Linked DNA regions of Mus musculus: regions 2, 3 and 4 are each linked to region 1. Evidence: chromatin contacts called from public Hi-C and promoter capture Hi-C data. All regions are on one chromosome and are shown on one strand. Each heading gives the region's core, a stretch centred on a gene start, on an enhancer-like site or on the middle of the called end of the contact. The rest is flanking DNA. Distances are from core to core; before and after follow the strand shown. Region 1 holds the start of Ggct (gamma-glutamyl cyclotransferase). Region 2 holds the start of Prr15 (proline rich 15). Region 3 overlaps 9130019P16Rik (RIKEN cDNA 9130019P16 gene). Region 4 has its middle 26 kb from the start of Gm34441.

The links. Promoter capture Hi-C pulls out the DNA fragments that hold promoters and counts their contacts. A called contact is a pair of places that touch in the nucleus more often than the background predicts.
Region 2: a contact with region 1 is called in a promoter capture Hi-C map of liver, with 2.5 times the contacts expected there. The contact joins the promoter of Prr15 here to the promoter of Ggct in region 1. A contact is called at or near these places in 7 of 39 promoter capture datasets (3T3-L1-derived adipocytes, embryonic stem cells, liver and 3 more) and 2 of 115 datasets of contacts at active chromatin or transcription factors (embryonic stem cells and pancreatic cancer cells).
Region 3: a contact with region 1 is called in a Hi-C map of uterus, with 8 times the contacts expected there. The contact joins the enhancer-like site here to the promoter of Ggct in region 1. A contact is called at or near these places in 12 of 39 promoter capture datasets (the 3T3-L1 cell line, the C10 cell line, the HPC-7 cell line and 7 more), 5 of 484 Hi-C or Micro-C datasets (cerebellum, myocytes, nephron progenitors and 2 more) and 3 of 115 datasets of contacts at active chromatin or transcription factors (astrocytes, embryonic basal ganglia and embryonic forebrain).
Region 4: a contact with region 1 is called in a promoter capture Hi-C map of the 3T3-L1 cell line, with 2.9 times the contacts expected there. The contact joins the enhancer-like site here to the promoter of Ggct in region 1. A contact is called at or near these places in 6 of 39 promoter capture datasets (the 3T3-L1 cell line, 3T3-L1-derived adipocytes, hippocampal neurons and 2 more).

What each region holds. Positions count from the first base shown.
Region 1 is chr6:54,990,146-54,995,076 of GRCm38.p6, forward strand. Ggct (gamma-glutamyl cyclotransferase) reads right to left here and starts at 2,722. Exons shown (of 4, transcript NM_026637.3): 1 at 2,550-2,722. The coding sequence starts at 2,690. RefSeq lists an enhancer at 2,937-2,966 and a cis regulatory region at 2,947-2,956.
Region 2 is chr6:54,324,603-54,329,533 of GRCm38.p6, forward strand. Prr15 (proline rich 15) reads left to right here and starts at 2,299. Exons shown (of 2, transcript NM_030024.3): 1 at 2,299-2,708; 2 at 4,517-4,931. The coding sequence starts at 4,657. All of the region lies in intron 4 of 9130019P16Rik (RIKEN cDNA 9130019P16 gene), which reads right to left.
Region 3 is chr6:54,396,691-54,401,621 of GRCm38.p6, forward strand. It overlaps 9130019P16Rik (RIKEN cDNA 9130019P16 gene), which reads right to left. Exons shown (of 14, transcript NR_033635.1): 3 at 4,335-4,498. Among named protein-coding and RNA genes, the nearest start is that of Wipf3, 31 kb to the right of the region's middle. Within about 2 kb of position 3,026, at least 11 of the 459 cell types and tissues checked have an H3K27ac peak or open chromatin away from gene starts, as enhancers often do. A contact at or near this core is called in uterus, where this site is marked.
Region 4 is chr6:55,508,896-55,513,826 of GRCm38.p6, forward strand. No RefSeq gene overlaps it. Among named protein-coding and RNA genes, the nearest start is that of Gm34441, 26 kb to the right of the region's middle. Within about 2 kb of position 3,051, at least 21 of the 459 cell types and tissues checked have an H3K27ac peak or open chromatin away from gene starts, as enhancers often do.

The sequences.
Region 1 (4,931 bases), core at 1,472-3,971:
TCACAGTAGCTATTACTTTACCCAGACCAATGTTTTGCTACAGCTTAGAAAGATTAAGCCTCTTCTTCTCTAAGATCTCACAACTAACAAGCGACAGAGACACCTTTCTAATTTAGCTTCTGCCATTACTGATGGGCAATCAGGGCTGAGGGGCCTTGCCTTGTGTGGTCTAGGAAGATGTCCTCCCATCTCTCTAGGGCTTAGTTTCCTCAGCAGCAAAATACAAAAGGATGGGCTCAATGACAGTGTTGTCAGTCCCTTCTGGTGGATATTATTCCTGTCACCTATGTTTGCTCAGAAACCTTGGTTGATACTTCAGGGAAAACACTGATCCACACGACAAGGCGCTTCACGCAGCAAACTGGATATTCCAGTATCAGGAGATCTGATCAAATCCACACCAGAGACTGGCAGCCTCCTGCTAAAGGCAGCAGGCTGTGTCATTCCGTCCGCTTCAATGGCTCAATGCTCGTGTGTAACGTAGGTAGCTACCAGTCCAGATCAGCTCTTTCTTCTGATTTAGGGTTGACCTGATCTCCTCATCTCTGCCAATCCCACCTCTACTCCCCATTTTGAAATGTCTGGGTTTCTTGGGATTCAGCTTAGGCCTTTTTTGAATTTATCCAGGTGCCCAGAATAGTCCCACTACCTCCAGCAGCTTCCAATACCATCGGATGCTTCAGCTACCTTTAAAACCATCCCACATCTCTATTCTGAGGCTCAAAAGCTCTTAGATCTGGGACGAGCACACAGTTAGGGCTGATCTCTTCATCTCTTTGCCAATGTTCACAAATATTTACTGTTCATGTGCTTGTCTGGAAAGCATCTTAAACTTAATTTAGTACAAAGTTAGTTTATAATTTTTACCGCCAAACCTGATTCTCCTCTGTGAACATTATCACCATCACCTACTTGGTTGTTCAAAAACTGTGTCATATTTGATATACCTTCCCTACACACACAGACACAGACACACAATCATCAAGCCTTATGATGTTATCTTCTGAGTATTACTCTACCTTCCCTGTCACCACCCTATTAGATCATGGTGGCATTATCTCTGACATGAATGTGGCAAGATCGTAACTGGGCTTCCAATAACTTGCCCTATTTGCAGAGTAACCAGAATGAGCTTTCAAATACATAAATCTCATCGTCTGCTTTCATCCTGTAAGACACTCCACTCACAGCATGCAACAGACTGTCCAAAGTTCTCTGTGGTCATGTTAGGATATGACACTTTCTTATCTTTCCAGCCCTCATGCCACATCTCCCTGTAGACTCCAACCACTTCCTTTATCTCCTGTCCTTTGAACAAGCTACCCTCCCTGACAGTTTTTTGCTCTCCTCATCTCCCTTCAGGTCTCAGCTTAAAAGTTATATCCAGGAAGGCTTTCCTGAGCACCTAGGTCAGGTCCTCTGGTCATATATTCTGTTGCACCTTGCAAGTCCTCTTTTAAGGCTAACCACAGCTATAATTTATCATTTATGTGGTATTTCTTTCCTGTACTTCACGTACTTGAACTCCAATCCTACACTCTTTGGAGTTTTAGATAGAGTACAGAGCGTGACTCCCACTTCTGAAACTTGAAAGGCTAGGAGCTAGTTATCAGATCATCTTGCTTGCTAAGTAAGGACGTGGATTCATGGTGAGATTTAGCCAATCAGGGCACCTCGCAGGGGCTCTCAATTAGTGCTGGTGTTTAAGATCATTAGGGACTCCACTCTAGGCTTCAGGAATTGCAGAACTGTGGCAAAGCAGCAGTCAGGAGTCAGTTCCATATTGTGCTTACTAGTTGAGGAAAGGTGTGGCCAGTTTCCAGAGCAGGGATGGCCCTCTCCTGTAATGCTGGTTGTGTATACACACACACACACACACACACACACACACACACACACACACACACACACACACACACAGTAGTCCACCTGTTTACTCAATCTTTCAGGTGAATCCATGAGCTCTCTAACAGCCTTCCAACACCCCTCCCCATTCTCCTTTCTGAAATCAGCTGGTTTCTGTTGCCTGAAATCAAGAATTGACAAGGTTATCAAAGTTGGCTAAAATTATTAAGGGCCCTACACACAATCAGATTGTACACCAGAAAGGTCCTCCAAATAGCTAGGCTGCTCAGTCATCCTTGTAACCCCAGCACTGAGTGCCAGAAGAATACGTATTAAAGAGGAAATGAACTATGGTCAAGAACACATTTTATCACAGTTAAAAGCTTATTGGGCTACTCTACTGAGGGAACGAACATTGCTATCAGTATTGAAGACACGGTTCCAGGTCTCAAGGCCAGGACGCTAAGATCCGAAGGAAAGGACAGGCAGAATTTCACAGAACTGTGGGATAGATAAGGTACGCACAGGACAGAAAGCAGCTAGTTCTCGACTAAGAAGCACCTATTAAAGGCATCTTACGGGATGCTCATAACCGGTGGAAAAGGGCAGCCAGTGGAGGGTTGCGAACTCCGACGGTGGCTAGAGGTTCCCGGCAGGAGTCGCAGCTAGCCCGCTCTCCAGGTCGCCCGCACAACGGCACTGACCTGCAGGCGCGCCACGCAGCAGAACACGGCCGAGGGGTTTCGCAGGTGGATCCTCTCGGTCAGGAGATTGCTGCCGTAGGCGAAGTACAGGAATGTCTCCCCCTCCTGGCCCGCATGGCCCTCACAGTCGGAGCTCGCCATGTCCACTTATCCACGCCAGCAGCGTCAAGCACAGAGAAGCCGGACTAGCGCTGCTAAAAAGAGCAGTGCGCCGCCACCCACGCGGTAGTGCAGAGCGGCGGGCGGAGCCGCACAGAGAGCGCGCTGAGGATTGGCTGCCGGCTTGCCGGCGTGAGCTAACTACCAGGATTGGCCTGTCTACAGCTCCTCCCGCCCACTGACGTCGCTTTTCTATTGGATGCATCCCTCGGATGTACGGCCCCCTGCCTGAGGCGCCGCTGATTGGCGAGTCTAACGGACAGCCCGAGAGTGGCTACTGGCGACTGTGTTTTCCCCACCTGGCGGCGATTGCCCAGGTCAACCAGTGGTGCGGTAGGCTCTGCGCCTGGTATAGAGGAGACAAGTCTCAAATTGCTGTCGGCCTAGCCTGGATCTTGCGGCAGTTCTCCTGCCTCAGCCTTCCTGGAATGGGAAGGCTGATCCTACAAGTTTTCTTAGGATCACTACCTGAAGTTGCCTCACTGCATACCAGGGTAGTCTTTCTCCCACGTTCAGATCCGGACATGCCATTTGCTAGCCAGTTGACTCTGTTCATCGTTGCAATCTATTTCCTCTTTTTAAAATAGAACGACACAAAACACCCATGTTGTTGCTCTTGAAATGAAGATAGGAGAGCAAACTGAAGGTCTAGAGCAATGACTGCCGTTGGCCCTCAGAAATTAATCTAAATTCAACTCCACACTGACAGGTGCCAGAATTCCTGGAGAAATGACTGAATCTTAGGTCAAAGCTGGGAGTGAAAATTACCTCTTGAAAGAACAATAATCCAGAAAATGAGAACCCCAAGATGAACAAGGTCATTCCTAAAAGACCATTCACTAGACAAAGCGAGAACAACTTAAGGAGCAGAACGACTGGAAACTCTAAAATGATCCCTAAATGTATGTCATTCCCTTCAGGAAGTAAACCAAATTAAAACAGAGAAGAGAACCATATTGCCATGCCATCAGTGGCTAACACTTCATCACTTTTAAAAAGTGGGTATTTAAGAAAATGAGTGTTCTGCCTTTCTAGTACCAACTGTATTTTTGAAAACCAAATAGCTGATGAGGAAGCAATTCTTTGCTTTTTTAAAAAAAAGTATACTGGCTAAATGCAGGAAATGGGGGTACTGGGATTAGAACATCTGTCTCTGGTGCAACCAAACTTCCCGTCAGGAGCATCAGGTCACAGGGATGTTTATAGAGTCTCAGTTATCCCCCAAGGCTCACTGCTAGTCATTGGACAGGAAGACCATGATTATTTGGGAAACCTGACCTCTCTCACCTGATAGCCAGTCAATCTGGTCACCAATAAAAGAAGACTATCCTGACACAGTCAGAAAGCAACATGAAGCTGGGCATTGTGGACTGCACCTTTAATACCATCACTCGAGAGGCAGAGGCAGGCAGTTCTCTGTGAGTTCAAGGCCAGCCTGGCCTAGAGAGTAAGTTCCAAGATAGCCAGGGCTGTTATACAGAGAAACCTTGTTTTGAAAAACAACAACAACAATAATAACAACAACATGAAGCAACACGAAGCCCCCACATCTGTGAACTACAATTTACAAAGGATTTTTAGCCTCAAAAAAAAAAGCCTTTTATCTTTTATATCACCCTCTTCCAGAAACCATTCATGTATAAGAACAAATGGCAATAGAAGAAAACAGTGAAGAACACCTTGAACTTATCTCTTACATTGTTGTGATTAAAAATAAAAGGTAAGGCTGGGGCCAGCTACATGGATCTGGAGGTAAAGCACTTGCTACCAAGCCTGCAGACAGTTACATCTCCAGTACCCATAAGGTAGGAAAAACCCAGCTCCTGCAGGTCTCCTCTGACCCCTACGTGCATACACACACACACTCTCTCTCTCTCTCTCTCTCTCTCACACACACACACATACATACATACACACACATACACACACACACATACATACACACACATACACACACATACATACACACACACATACACACACACACACATACACGCACACACACACAATAGGTAAGCATATAGATGTAGTAAAAAGTGTTTTTAGAAAGACAAGACTGAGGGAGGGTTGTTCTAGTTTGAGAGAAACGAGACATGAAGGCTCAATGTGATGGCTTGTCCTTGATAGATTCTGATATGGTGACTCAAATAGAAATATATTTTAGGGACAACTGAACTTGAATTTGGATTGCAGAATTTGATGGTATTAGACAATTACTATTAA
Region 2 (4,931 bases), core at 1,049-3,548, 670 kb before region 1:
GAACAGGAGATATGAACGTGAGGTCAGCAAGAGTAAGAAGAACAAAGCCAAGACACACCACAGTTCTCTAGGATGAGTGCAGGGTACGTTGGTTTCTCTGGTATGATCGGCTGTATTCCTTAAGCATTTGTTCAGATTCCTTCCAAAGCCCACCCCTACTGGAGAGATGTAGTGACATGATCAGTTTCCCAGCGCCTCCAGAAATTTCAGGTTTGCTGAGCAAAAATGTCAGCGCTAAACTCCAAGATTCTGCAAGGTCTCCAAGACCTTAGTTCCTAGCACCCAGTTCTAGAAACTCATTCCTTAAGTGGGTGATCATTTATTTTGCCAAGAAAGCAACTGTTAAGACTCTGCATTGGCCCCAGTCCCAGCTGCCATTGAAAGTCTGTGTCCTACTCAGCTGCCCAGTGTCACCTCCCAGGTCTGCCCAGCCACACTCTGTGCTTACATCACCCACCTGCCCTTTGAGCCTTGAGAAGCCCAGCATCCTTCACACCTTGAGGCTCTCTTAGCTGCTGTTTACCCTGCTTTTCATGACTCTATTCATTACACACACACACACACACACACACACACACACACACACACACACACACACACACACTTCACCTTTCTATGGATATATTCACCCCCATCTAGTGGTTCTCTCATTTATAAGGTGCTTCCACTCAACCCAGGAGGCATAACAGAGACATTTGACATTGCTGAATGTATTTGAGGAGCTATCTTATTGAGAGATGAAGGATTTGTTTATTGAGAAAATGCTTGTGGCTTTGTGAAAACCACACTAGATGAAAAGCCATTCAGCAAGCTAGTGTCCTTTTCCTGGTGTCTTCATTCTTTCAACAATGTGCTTGACAAGGGCATGTCCCAGCTCCATAAACGGTGGTGGTGGCGACTCCCCAGACAAGCTTTTCTCATCATATGACATCTGCCTCCGGAAAGCTTCCTTTAAAGCTGGCAACTAGTCTTTATCAAGTACCAGTGTTATGGTTCAGTGTCCCCACTTTAAAACTAACCTCAAGAGTCAGTTTTGGTGGTATGCCAGAGTTTGAATCCAGTCTTAGTTACATAGTGAAATTCCACCAATAAAGAAAGGAAGGAAGGAGGAAGGGGGGCAGAGAAGGAGGGGAAAGGGGGAGGAGAGAGAAAGGGGCAGAGGGAGGAAGGGGGAGGGGAGTTCTCTAATCTCTGGTTAGAAACAAATCATTTCCAAATACACAGTGTATGTTCATCTTTCATTTTTTAATTGAATCCAAACTAAGACACCAACCAAGTCCTTGTATTTTCCTCTTCCCTACTGTATTGAAAGTCTCTATAAAATTCCTGCCTGCTTATCAAATCCTTATTGCAAGAGATCAGAGTTGGTTGGTGATCTGTCTCTCACCAGGCTTGTCCCGCAGAAAGTGCTCAAAGCAGACAAATTGCCTGGACTGCCTACCTTAGAGGCAAAGAAAGGGTCCTACTTGCATGTCTGCAAGCCTAGAGACCCCCAAAATCTCTTTCAAGTCGTAACTTCGCCTTAGTTAGAGAAATGTCTCCTCTAATACCGTTTTTGACAAATAACCACCGAGCTAAAGCACCTTGCACGGTGCTGGGGCCCATTGGTTCACCCTCTCAGTGGCTCTGGGCTGGAGTAATATGCTTGGATGGGTGTCGATGCGCGGTCGCCCAAACGCGAAAGATGCTTTGTAGCATAGGCACTTAGTTATGGTAAGAACCCAAGACTAACAAGCTGATAAGCTGGAATCAAACTTCCAACCCCGTTACTTCGAGATTGCCCTTCAGCATGCAATCCTGGACAACTGTTTAACCTCCGCAAAGCCATGGTTCCTTTGCAGGTCTGTTAGGAGCCATAGTGCCCAGGCCTGGGGCGGTCTGATGAGCAAGTGAGTTAACCCAAGTGAGTTGACCCAAGTGAGTTATAGTACTAGGATAGCGCCCGATGACAGCAACGACATGGTTCTCAACTCTTAGTCTTTTAGGTAAGGGCGCTTGAAACTCCCAAACAATGACAGAGTTTGAATCAGCTCTCCGAGTTAGAAAATTTGAAAGCCTTGGGACTCAAACCTCAGCGCAAGAACGGAACGCGAGCAGGGAGGCGGCGCAGCACAGCTTTTTCTCCAATCAGAGTCCGCAGGGCTGGAACCACGTTTGCAACCTCGTCCAATCTGGTCCCCAGAAGGGCGGGGACGCCTACCTGCACCTGTAGCCTGGCGGCCGCCTCCTGTCCCACCCTGACCCTCCCCTCCTCCTCAGTTCTGGTGTCTTCAGGCCTTTGGCCAACCACCAGCAAGTGGGCAGATGTCTCAGCGCGTTCCTACGGACGCTCAGGAAGGGTAGTGCGCCGGAGTCAGTAGCCCAGGTCCTGTCTAGCTGAGGCCAGAGAGCAGAGTGAACGGGAAGAAAGGACGCGCCCTAGAATGTGAGACTCCCACCGGGAAAGGCTGACCAGACTCACCCTGGGGCGGAGGATCTGACAGTCCCTGCCACCTGAGCGGACCGTGCTGCCAACCCCAGGTTGTTCCGACAGTGTGCGAGTGTCAGGGGTGTTGGGCGAGATCAGCAACAACGATTCCTGCATCTCTCCTAGTCAGCGATAAGGGACACCGCGACTAAGCTTCAGGCACCCGGAGACGCCCCCTCCGTGTTCTAGACAGCCCGCGCGGCGCAGCGCGGCGCCGCAGTGGCCCTGAAAGCCCCTACAGGTGAGTGAACCAGAGTCCCTCTGCGTCTCACAAGGCAGGCCCTGGCGCTACGAAGTCCCTGGAGAATGCTGTCTAGCGCTTTGCAGTGCCCCTCCTCCTGCTGCCAGAGGAGAGGCCCCCCCCAGAACAGTGATCTGCCTACTTTTGCATTATTTGCCATCTTTTCCTTGCGCAATTCTCACAAAGCCTTTCCGTACACACCAAGTTGGTCACTGTGGAAAAGAAAGTGTTGGGTGGCTGCCCACCACCATTAATAAATGCCTTGGGGTGCGGTGTTTTTCCGATCTGCAGAATAGGGAGTAAGACGTTTGTAGACCCCAACGTTGACGGTGCCTAAGGGTGTGGGCGCCTTTCTTAGGGAAAGAACTTTGAGCTGGTTCTGCTTTTACGGTTTTCAAGCCCCAGTCCGAGTGAGTCCTCAGGACATCCCCAGGGAGGAGATGGCGCCTCCCCGTAGGCGCAGAGACTTCCTCTACCAGGCAGTTCCGGGAGAACCTGCAACAACAAACGGCCGCACAAGTTTCCCTCCTGCGCACTGGCGAATCCCAGGAGCGCCGCGGTGCGTGGGCTGCGAAGCGGCGGAGCTGAAACCTAGAAATGGGCGGCGCGCGCGAGCCCTGCCCACTCGTGGTGGCCGTGTCCAGTAGCACGCTCACAGGAAGTGTGCCAAGAGTCTGGCTTGCACTATCAGGAGCGTCTGGGCTCCGTTATTCAATGGTTTTCTGGAGTTCCTGGTTGGGCGCTCTCCTTTGGAGGATGGAAAGGCAACCAGCAAAGAAAAGTACCAGAAGACTTTGTTTACAATAAGTAAAATCCTCAAGAGATAGAGAACTATGAAAGAAGGGTTGGGACCCGCGGCCTTCCAACAGTGTGGAGATTGGCTCTAGGGAGTTAAAGGAAGAGTGGGATGGCGGTTTCCAAGGGAAGTTAAGTCTAGACAGCCTCTGAAAATCACAAGGCAGAAGTGGTTTGAAGCAGTTTGAAGTAAGCACAACCATGAATTTATGCTCCCCGCTTTCTCACTTGGATACACCGCTCATCACCGCTCATCCTAGAAAAAGACTGCAGAAATTTGAGCCATGCTTACTAGCTTGCTCCTTATGGCTTGCTCAGCCTGCTTGCTTGCTTTGCTTTGTTTGTTTGTTTTTCGAGACAGGGTTTCTATGTATAGTCCTGGCTGTCCTGGAACTCAAACCAGGCTGGCCTAGAACTCAGAAATCTGCCTGCCTCTGCCCGCCTCCGGATTGCTGGGATTAAAGGCATGTGCCACCACTGCCTGGATTTCAGCCTGCTTTCTTATAGAACCCAAGACTGCCAACCCAGAAATAGTCTAACCCACAATGGGCTGGGAACTCCCTCTTCAATCACTAATAAAGAAAATACCTGATCTTTATTCATCTGTAGTGGGCAGGACAAGCTAGGTTCCCCACCCCACACCCACACATTCCCCTCCTGGTGTTCCTCTGAAGGGTGGCGGTTCTAAGGGTAGGTGGGCACATGTAGTGGTTGGCAGCGGTTGTAGGGTAGGTAGGTGGGCACCTGTAGTGGTCCTTATACAGTCAGGCTGAGTGGCAGACCAGCCCATACTTCCTCTGGAGCCAGGTTGATCTCCACTGGATAGCTACTGCACTTGCTTGGGAGGTAAGGCAAAGGTTGAGGTCGGGCGGGAGTTCAAGGAACTCAACCTTGTAGATCAGGGTTGTTCTGCAGGTGGCCAGTGGTCACAGAGTTGCCATGAGTTCCAACTCTGAGGAGAGTAGAATGTTACTTTGACCAACCCAAGTTCTGTTTTTTTTTTCTCTGTGCAGGGCTCTCCCTCAACTCCCATCCAGCAAGTCTGCGTGGGAGAAGCCTGGAAGGGCTGGAGTGAAGAGTCAGAGACCACAGAAAAGAGAGGAGCTGTCCTGGCCCAGGCCCTTCCCCACGCAGGGTGCTTGGCCTATGGGCCATGGCGGACAGTGGCGGCTCCAGCCCCTGGTGGAAATCTCTGACCAGGAAGAAAAGCAAGGAAGTTACGGTGGGGGTGCAGCCTCAGGTTCGGCCAGAGACTGGCCAGGAACCCTCACCACCTCACTCAGATCGGACTAGCAGCTTGCCAGAAAATCAGCACTCCAATATCCTTGGGGACCCCGGAGAGTCCCTCAGGTCAGATAAGTTGTGTGAGGAGAAAACAGGCAATAGTCGGCGCAATTTGAAGATCTCACGCTCTGGCAGATTCAAGGA
Region 3 (4,931 bases), core at 1,776-4,275, 590 kb before region 1:
AGCCTCTCTGTACTTCAGTGTAGCATGCCTGGAATGTAGAATTGGTAAAATGATACCCACCACAGAGGAAAGTTGTAAAGTTGTAAATGAGAGAGAGGGGAGAGAGGAGAGAGAGGAGAGAAAGAGAGAGAGAGAGAGAGAGAGAGAGAGAGAGAGAGAGAGAGAGCAGGGAAGAAGGAAAAGAGAGATTAGAGGGATGAAAAGAGGAAGGATAGGGGAAGGGATGGTGTCCTGTCAGTAGTTCATCAGAGAGGGATAGAAAACAGAGCGTCTCGAGTCAAGTTTGCTCTTTTATAACCTCCATTCTGATGAGAAATAATTCACTCTAGGAGACTAATATTTGTTCTTTCCAGAGACACTCTGCTAGAGCCATACTTACCTTCCACTAGGCCCTACCTCTTAAAGGTCACACCATTTTTTGATACCTGCACACTAGAGATGAGGCAGCCAACACATAACCCTATGGGAGCTATGCTGAAGTTGTATCCTGACCATGAAAGCACTGGTAAGTGATGCTATTAGAATCCTTCATGGTTTCAGAGCTCTTAGATACAGGGAACCACACCCAGTAGCCCAACCCACTTATAAAGTGTGTCTCTGCTTCGGGACACTCCTTTTGCCCAGGTCAGACTCAACGTCCTCTGGGAATGGGTACAGACCTGCACAGGTGTTGCCCTCCTCCTCATTTCTTGGTCACTTCTTTGGCCCACTCTGTTGCCTTTCTGTCATAGTCACACAGCAGAACATCCCCAAGGCTGATACTATTCGATAGTTCATTGCAAACACAGCCAATCTATGAAGGAGAAAGGTCAGGCAAGAGACTGCTAATGGGAGCAGCCCCCTTCTTCCTGACTGGATTCATGGCTCAAGGCTGATCCAAGTATCATGAGTCACCATCTCCTTCCGAATCTCCATCTTCCTCATCCCACATTCTTTCCACTCCTTCATCCACCTGGAGTTGCCATAGTTACTGAATGAAAACACAGAGACACCAGTTCTGTTTGTATTTCTGGCTAACGTGATTAAGTTTTATGAATATAGTGGTCTAAATAGATATGTCTTCCTTAGACTCCTGTGTGTGAATGCTTAGCCTATAGGGAGTGGCACTATTAAGAGGTATGGCCTTGTTAGAGTAGGTGTGGCCTGTGGAAAAAAGTGTGTCACTATGGGGGCGGGCTTTGAGGTCTCCTATGCTCAAGCTCCACCCAGTGTGGCACACAGTAGCCTTCTGCTGCCTGTGGATCAAGATGTAGAACTCTAGCAATTTCTTCAGCACCATCTCTGCCTGGATGCTGCCATGCTTCCCATCATGATAACCATGAACTAAACCTCTGAAACTGTAAGCCAGCCCCAACTACATATTTTCTTTTATAAGAGTTGCCATGGTCATGGTGTCTGTTCACAGCAATAAAACCCTAACTAAGACAATGGGTCATCTGTAATTCAGTGTTTTGAAAATCTGGTACTGCTACACTAACACATTATGAATAAAAGAGGCCCCAGACTTCCCGAACAGGAGGGTAACAACAACCCTATTCACCTGCTCAAGAATCCGGGAGGCCAAGAGGCTTGCTTTCATTGACATTGTATCTATTAAGCCAAGTTCAAAGTACATTTCCTGGCAATTAACACCACAGGATGCTGACAAATTAGAAAGATCTGTTCTCAGATAGATTTCTGAAGTTGTATTATCTTTAACTCCAAACACTTCCATCTTGGTTTACAGAGCATTGATATCTGATTGGTCCTATTACCATCTGTATATTACCACCACACACACACATGTACACACATACTCACATATGACACCCTTCCTTTTTGCATAACTTAATAATCTTATATTTGTGTTTTATACTCAGTAACTCAAATGTCTAAAATTATTAGGATGAAGATGTTGATGTTAGTCATGTCTGCAAACTTGTGATAGTTTGCTTTGTAATTGGGGATTTGACCTCCCACTCAACAGCTGGTTGTTATTACTGTTGACATTTGAGCAAGCAAGCAGTCAGTGTTCATCTCAGCAGCTGAGAAAGCAACATGGCAAGCAAAGTCACCCCACAGAGTCCACGTTGGACAGCCAAGCTGCGACAGCCAGTTGTTTCATGGGTTTTGCATGTGCAAGTACTGGAAAGATTTTGTGAGGAGTTAGTCTGTCCAGAAGGAATTGTTGGTTTTTTGCTACAGCTGCACAATCTAAAAGTGTGACATTTAATTCCTTGCCATACGGTTTCTTAGATGATAAAGATGGCCTCTGATTATGCATGCGGTAGATATCTCCATGTATCCGTAACGTAGAGGGGGATAAAAACATTTTCTTTTGTCTCCTTTTTTCTCTGAATGAATTTTTCTAATCATCTCTTTTACCTGGCAGAGCAGCCATTGGAGGATCCAGGTTTAATACAGGTCACAGCCCCAAATATGTCCTTCAAGTGTCTGCTGACATGCAGAGTGCTGGGTCTCTGTCATTGGAAAAGCTTTTAGTTCAGTACAATATCATCAGTAACTTATTGTACTATTTCTTGTCTCGGCTCCCCAAAATGATTTCCATAATTTTTGCAAACTGTGCATACAAAATTATGCATTCAGCCAAGATTTCTCGGTGTTTTATAAAGAGGAGACATTCGGAATGCCTGTTTACAATGTCACTGGAACCCAGAGCTCCAAACTGCATCCTGTAACGCTCACTCTCAGAGAGACTGACCGGCTACACACTCAGAGGGCCCGACATCAACAACGCAGGGAGTTCTTAAGTCTCTGATTGTTGAACTTTTCCACGACCCTGCATCCTTCTGCTCAAATAACACCTAAAAGCTGGCAATTTTCTAGAATGCTCTTTAGAAAACATTGGTTTAAATAATAATAGTGGGAGCCTGGCTGCTAAGGGCCAGAAATCCTCCTTGACATACCTGGAGTCTTGCCAAGGAAAGCTTTGCAAGCTAATTGTCTTTTGTCTGGTTTTTGATCCCATACGAACCCAGAAGCACTGTGAACATTCTCTCCCATTCTGGCCGGAGCACAGAGCTAATGTTATCTCTCTTCACAGAAGGGAGAAGAGGAAACATCTTCCAATTCTAGCTCTTGTTTTTGTACCCAAAAGTTTCCACAATTTTATTATGTGTGAAAAACTTTGCAAACCCAGTGACATGTGATCGGTTTGGTGGAACAGTTGTGTAAAATCTGTCCTGCCAGTTTTGAATAAGGAAACTTATTATATTTATTTTTAGACCATAACACGTCTTCTTTCTGACAGCTCAGGAGCAGGCAGCACTGACGAAGAACCTCACAGAGATCGACTTCTGATTGAAGGATGGAAGTTAAGCTAGCTTTCCCAAAGCTGACAAAGTTTAAATGAGCTGCCTAAACAGAACACAGTTCCTCACAGAAGCCATGTGTCATGACCCGTGAATCTGGCTTTACTGGAAAAGCTTTTGTGCCTTAGTTAGAGCACAGGTATTCCAGATGATGCAGTGGGAGTGCTTCAAACTGTAGCATCGCATAGGTAGGGAAATTCCCTAGGACAGTATATTTAGAAATCAAATGACTATAACATGGCTGTAGAATTTATAATAATTCTATGTTAAGACTAAAATATATTCAGGGAGCAAATAGGTAATCTCAGATTTTGCTAGTAAATGTTGTTCTTGCTCTTGTTGTTGTTTGGCTAGACTGAAAATATACCCAAAGGTCAGGACATGAACTGGAGGTCTATCCAACTCTGAATTCTGCCTTTGAAAATCCTTTTTTGTAGTTAGGTTGCAGATTTACCTTATTTAGCTCTAAGGAGAAAGAAAAATACACACCAAAGAACAAGCAATGAGAAGCCAATCAACAGACCAATGAAAGTGTACTGAATACCTCCTCTGAGTAAGGGCTTCATAGAAGCAGGGTTTTCTTCCCAGGAGATGTTTCCAAAACTTGTCTGAGAATTAAGATATGTATGTGTGAAAATGCAGAAACAGACATCTCTACCATCTCTGGTACTGGTGTGATGCCCTCTAATGAGGACTCTGTTGACACCTGGGTGAATTCTCTCTGTAGGTATAGACAAAGTCAAATAAAAAGCAAAGGTTTCTAGAATATGATTCCAAAATCACTGGAGATAACAATGATGATGCATCTAGAAATGAACCTTGCTGTCTTCCTGAACTTTATGGATGAAACAGCTGACCCAGCCACCTATACAATGTTCCTCCTATGTTAGAAAAACCAGAGATACAGGACTGGGGACAAGAGGCAGATATGTATTAGGTATATATTGCCTTTGGGTTTGGAGAGAGGACCACACTCCTACCCCAACTCTCGGTCTCTAACACGTCCTTTGACATTGCACATACACAAACAGCAGAAGTGGGGATGCTTCATAAGGAAACAGGACATCCGTGGAAGCATAAATGTTCAGGAGTTGTGAAACAGCCAGGGGGACTCCTGACTGCACTGACTGAGTTATGTCTTTGTGTGTTTCATCAGAGAACCAGGCAGGAAAGGTCTTCAGTGTCTCCTGGGGAGAGAAAAGCATATGTAAAGTACACAGCTCAGCTGGATCCTAGGGTTTCAGCAGGGAATGCCTGAAAGTGGGTAAAAGAAAATGAGGTCTTCAGTATAAAGTCATAAGAAGGGCACAGCAAGGGAATGAAGACAGAATCAGCTCTCTGTGGTCCACATTCACAGACTCAATTAAACATGGGCTCAAAGGGTGTGTAGGGTGTTAGTATGCAACAATAGCAAACATGTACAGACTTTTCATATATGTCTCTAAACAGCTGTCTATGTCACCTGTCCATTGTGCTTAATATAAGCAATCTAGAGATGATTTAAAAGATAAAAGTGAAGGTTCTAATATATATGCAATACTACACATATTTATACAAAACACTGGAGCGTCTACAGATTTGAATACCAATGGCATTCCTTGTGCCACTCCTCCCACAGAC
Region 4 (4,931 bases), core at 1,801-4,300, 520 kb after region 1:
GAGTGGTTGACTTATCAGGGTCATGCTGTTAAAGGAAGACTGTCTTCTGTGGGAGTCTCTGCAGATGCCATAGCCATCCGACTAATGATTCACACGGGGCAAGAAGGAAATACATTTCAAGCCAACACAGTAACTGGTGTTAGTCCAAACTTTTTGTGTCTTTCACACTGGGTAGTTTGTTTTAGCCATATTTAAGCAGAGCACAGTTTCGGGGGAAAATTTTTCCTGATAATCCACTCAATTCCCTAAGTACAATAAAGCTTAAAGCATGTTTACATGGAAACTCTTTATAAAGTACATATGACCTCTTCCATAAAGATGGATTCTATTGACTGAGAAACAATGGTCAAGATAAGAGTCTAGGGAGAACGCATGAGTAAGATAAACATAAAAGTCTGGGAGTCAGGAGTGCCCTGGTACTACAGATAGCACAGAAGTTATCTAAGCTATTGTAAAGCACATGTGACTCGAGGGTGGACTCTATTGACTGAGAAACAGTGCTCAAGTTGAAGGTCTCATGAGCAAGAGTCCGCGCTAAGCATCGTAGTCTGGGGAGACTCAAGTGTGTTCAGACCTTACAGACAGCCCAGGTCACCGGGCTGTTACCTATTTCCATTCTCTGCTTTCTGGGTGGAAAACAGGTATGCTTATCTTTCATTGAATAGACTGCCATGCATACATAGATATGGGGACTTGGGGACAGCTAGCAGGAGGTGCTCTTGGCTCAGGTGAGGGGAGGAAAAGGACCTGGCCTCAGGCTCCTGGCTAGAGCTGAGGAAGGGGGAAGTCTCTTAAGGAAATAGTTTGTCACAAGGAGGCAATGTTCAGTGAAAGGCCAGTCAGGAGAGGTGGAAGGCAGTTCTGATGTGACATCATCCAGACCTGACATCATCAGGAGGCATTGTCAACTTACAAATGCAAGAAAAGCTAAGGGTGGCATTTCTGGTGCTCCCATCTCTCAGCACCAAAGTGAGTGCTCACCCAGAACCAAATTCCACTGTCAGTTGTTGCCCTGTGAATTAAGATGAAAGTCTATCATTGTTTGGATAGCCTTCTGGTCTCAGAACAAAATGGAGGACTCCCTTCCCTGCTAGCTGGGCTTCCACTTTCTCTGACCTTGTTTTGGGGAGCCCAGACTCCCCCCACCCCCCACAACCTTTACCTACAAAATATCATAAAGCCTTAGTCAGATTACAGGTTCAACTTCCTTTCTCCTGATCAGAAGCTGTTCAGCTAGCGCCTGAGATTCCTGGAATGCCTCTCCAGGCTAGTGAGTTATCTCAGTATCTTAAACCTTCAGCCAGTGACTGTTGCCCACCCTGGATATTCTGATCTCTCAGCCCCCCAAGTTATGGAAGCCTTAAATCATCCTAAGTAAAGTTGATCTGCCTGCCCACAGCTGGTCCCTGTGTCGTCATTTCCAGGGTTTCCAACCCCTCTGTCACCTCTGTTCCATTTGCCTGCATAGAATGATTTTGGCTGACAATCACAGGCAGTAGTAAAGAGAGTGCTCTCAGACAGTGCGCTTGGCATTTTGGTGGTCCCTGAAACTGAAGCAGCAACCAGTTCTAATAACCATCCTAGCCACACAGCCTTGGGTCTCCGGATTTTCTTGTCTCCAGGTCTTTAATATCCCCCTTTGGGCCTTTTGATGAAGCACTTTATCCATCCTCCCTGTAGAGAGGATCCCGAGACAGCAGACTGGGGGCTTTTCTGGGACACAGAGAAAGCCACCAAGGAGCTGACAACAGACAGATAATGAGACTCAAGCCCATCAACAGAGGAAGAAAGTACATTGACAGGGGAGTTGAGAAGGAGGACCCCAATAACCAGGTGTGGTTGCCTGTGTCAAGTGCTGTTAAAGGCTCATGATGATTGGGCTACAAAGTATCTGTATTCGTTGTTTAGAAGTCGAGTAGCTTTGTTTTGAGCCACCCCTTGCTCAGGCTGGATGGGCAGGCCATTTTGCTTGTAGGAACAAGAGTAGCCTCCCCAGAAAAAGCGTAGACTCATGTGGCCTCCCAAGGGCTACCACCTGGAAATCTCTTCTAAGTGGCTCTATAGGAGGATGGGTGGGTGGTGGTGGTTTTACAGTCCTCTTTGGATCAGGTTGGTAGAGATAGACCGCACATGCTCAGAACCACAGGACTTCTTCCATTAAAGCGCTCTGCAACTGGTTTGAAGGTCAGAGGCTCTTGCCTCCAGATTGGATGGCCTTAGCCCAGGGAAGATAGAAACTGGGAGATTTCTTTGGAAAGAACCTGGATTCTTCAATCCTCCAGGAAGGAGTGGGCAGATCCAGGCTTCAGAATAAGGGTCTGGAAACATTTATATAATGGAGGAGGTCCCTGCTTGGAAAGAGGTTCCTATTCCCAGCTTCTATTTGCCCCTAAGGACACTGCTGGAAAAGAAACTTTCCACTGAAGCCAGGGGGCTGCAGAGTTAGAGAGAGGGCTAGGACAGACCGGTCTGTGATCTTTGACAGACATAAGTAAACACTCCCTCTGTGGTTCACTTAAGCAATAGGATCTACCCTTGGCCTTCTAATGTTTCCCATTTCGACTTTGAGTGGGTGCCTAAGGACCAGATGGGGCTCATCTCGGGTGGGAAGCACACACTCAAATCTAGGGAGATGTTTGCATGAGATCCGAGTCTCACAAAGTGGCCCGGGCACATGAACCCTGTGACTGATTGCTCCCTGGCCATAAGGCAGCACTCACTGACGACTGGGGTTGGGGTTAGAGGTCAGCCTTGTGAGCTTTTCAGGTGGCATGGTGGTGGAAAAAGCCTAGTCTGTCATTTGGTTATACCTTTTGCATCAGGAGCAGAGGGAGGCCTACAACAGGCCATGGCATGAGCACGGTTTTTAACCCAAGGAGCTAGAGAGAGAGGCGGGAAGCCTTGAGAATACAAGCAAGAACTGGGAAACATTTCCCCTTCCAGCAGTTTCCCTTATCTAGAGTTCTTCCTGGCAGAAAGAGTTTGGGCTGGAGGGAGGGAAGGTTGGAGTGGGGTGGGGGAATCAACTCATAGGTCTGCACTGCCCTCTGGTGGCCATTTTGTTTGATGATCGGTGTAACGCGCGCTTCCAGTCTAGGGAAACTGGCTCATTTCCACACAGTGCCTGGTAATGAGATAATGAGAGAAAGAACAAGCTTAAATATTTTCTATAATTAACACTGGGAAGAGACACTTACATGCGAAATATCTTGTAAGAAGAATGTGACCCACAGTGCACCGTGCAGGGCTTTTCTCGCAGGGCTTTTCTCTTTGGACTTCGCCGGCACACACATTTGTATTTCTGTATGATCACACAGAAAAGTTATTTCTGGAGACTACACATAAGGAGCCCTTTAGGACGTGGATTTGTGTCTAAGAACTTTCGCACTTAATTGTAAGCGTGAACATCTGCATCCATCTGGTTAGGCCTCAGATTTTCACGGCGGGCTTTGCTATTGTCTTCTTACTGAGGTTTTGGAGAAGACAAGTGAGAGAAAGGAGGGCTTCTCCCCAGGAGCTTAATGTCTGTAGGGAGGTTAATGAGTTCGGCTGTTCCTCTGTCCCTGTGGGCTCCTTATCTGTGAATGCAGAAAACCTCGAATGGAAAACTTTCTGGGAAAAGCGGTACTCAGCAGTCATTTGCATAACGCCCACATTGGGCTGAGTAGCGCAAAGGTCTAGACATGATTTGAGTCATCTGGGGGGAGATATGTAGATTATGCACACCATCTCGTACGACAAACTTGTGCAACCATGACACTTGGAAAGGCAGGAACTAGCTCCCTGTGGACGCGAGAATACTGGGAGTGGGTCATGAAGGGCTGCAGCCTGGGAGAATTCGGTATGCAGAGGAGCACACCCAGCAGATGCTACTTCGAATGCCGGATTCTCAACTTTTCTATCTCTCATTAGAAAACAAATAGACATCTAAGGAGAAATAAGAAAATACAATAAGATAAAACAAACAAACAAACAAACAAATTAAAGTATGAACAAAAAAAAAAAAAAACAAGCAAGAACAAGAGCCAACGAAAAAGCACAAGATGCTGAGACACACATGTTTGCACACTTAGCAATCCCATAAAAAACCAGAAGCCAATGTATATGACTGGCAATGTAGAAAATAAAAACTACCCGACTTAACATAATGAGACCAAGAACCTCCAAGCCAAAAAATATACACAAAGGACATGTAGGATTAAAAAGAGAGAGAGAGAAAATAAAAATAAAATAAACATAAAAACTAAAACTATAAGATTAAAAACAAGCCTTGACACAGGCTATGAGCCAAGGGACCTCCACAGGTGCTACCGGCCTTTTCTGCTGGCCATCAACTGCTGGGCTGGCAGCCTACGATTAGGAGTAGTTTGTTTCTCCAGTGATAAAACTTAATTTGCAAGTGTGTTTCAATTGTATTGATTGGAGACGGCTTCTGGGTTAGGGATGGGGGCGTGTGTCCACTTCTCCCTTCAGCTCTAGGATCCCATCTGAGGCAGACCTGTGCCGGCCTTGCGCAGGCTGCCTCAGGCTCTGCGAGGTCATGTCTACATTGATCGGTCCTGCTGTGGTCTTGATTCTTTGGCGTCTTCCGTTTCCCCTGGCTCTTACACTCTCTGCTTCTTCTTCCACCGAGTTCCCAGAGCCCCAAGGGAGTGGATTTGTTTGATACAAACATCCCATTTAGGGCTGAATGTTCCAAGGTCTCTCACTGCCTATTGTCTGCCCGTGGGTCTCGGTATTTGTTCCCAGCTGATTCAGGAGGAAGCTTCCCTGGTGATGGATGAGTAGGACACTGATCTATGAGGATAGTAGAAGGTCACAGGGGTCATTTTATTGTTGCTCTTTCAGTAGAACAGTGTTTGGCTTTCCCCTAGGTCATTGGGCTAACTAGTCTCAGGATCTTGAGTCTGTAAGAGAGCCCCAGGGTAAAT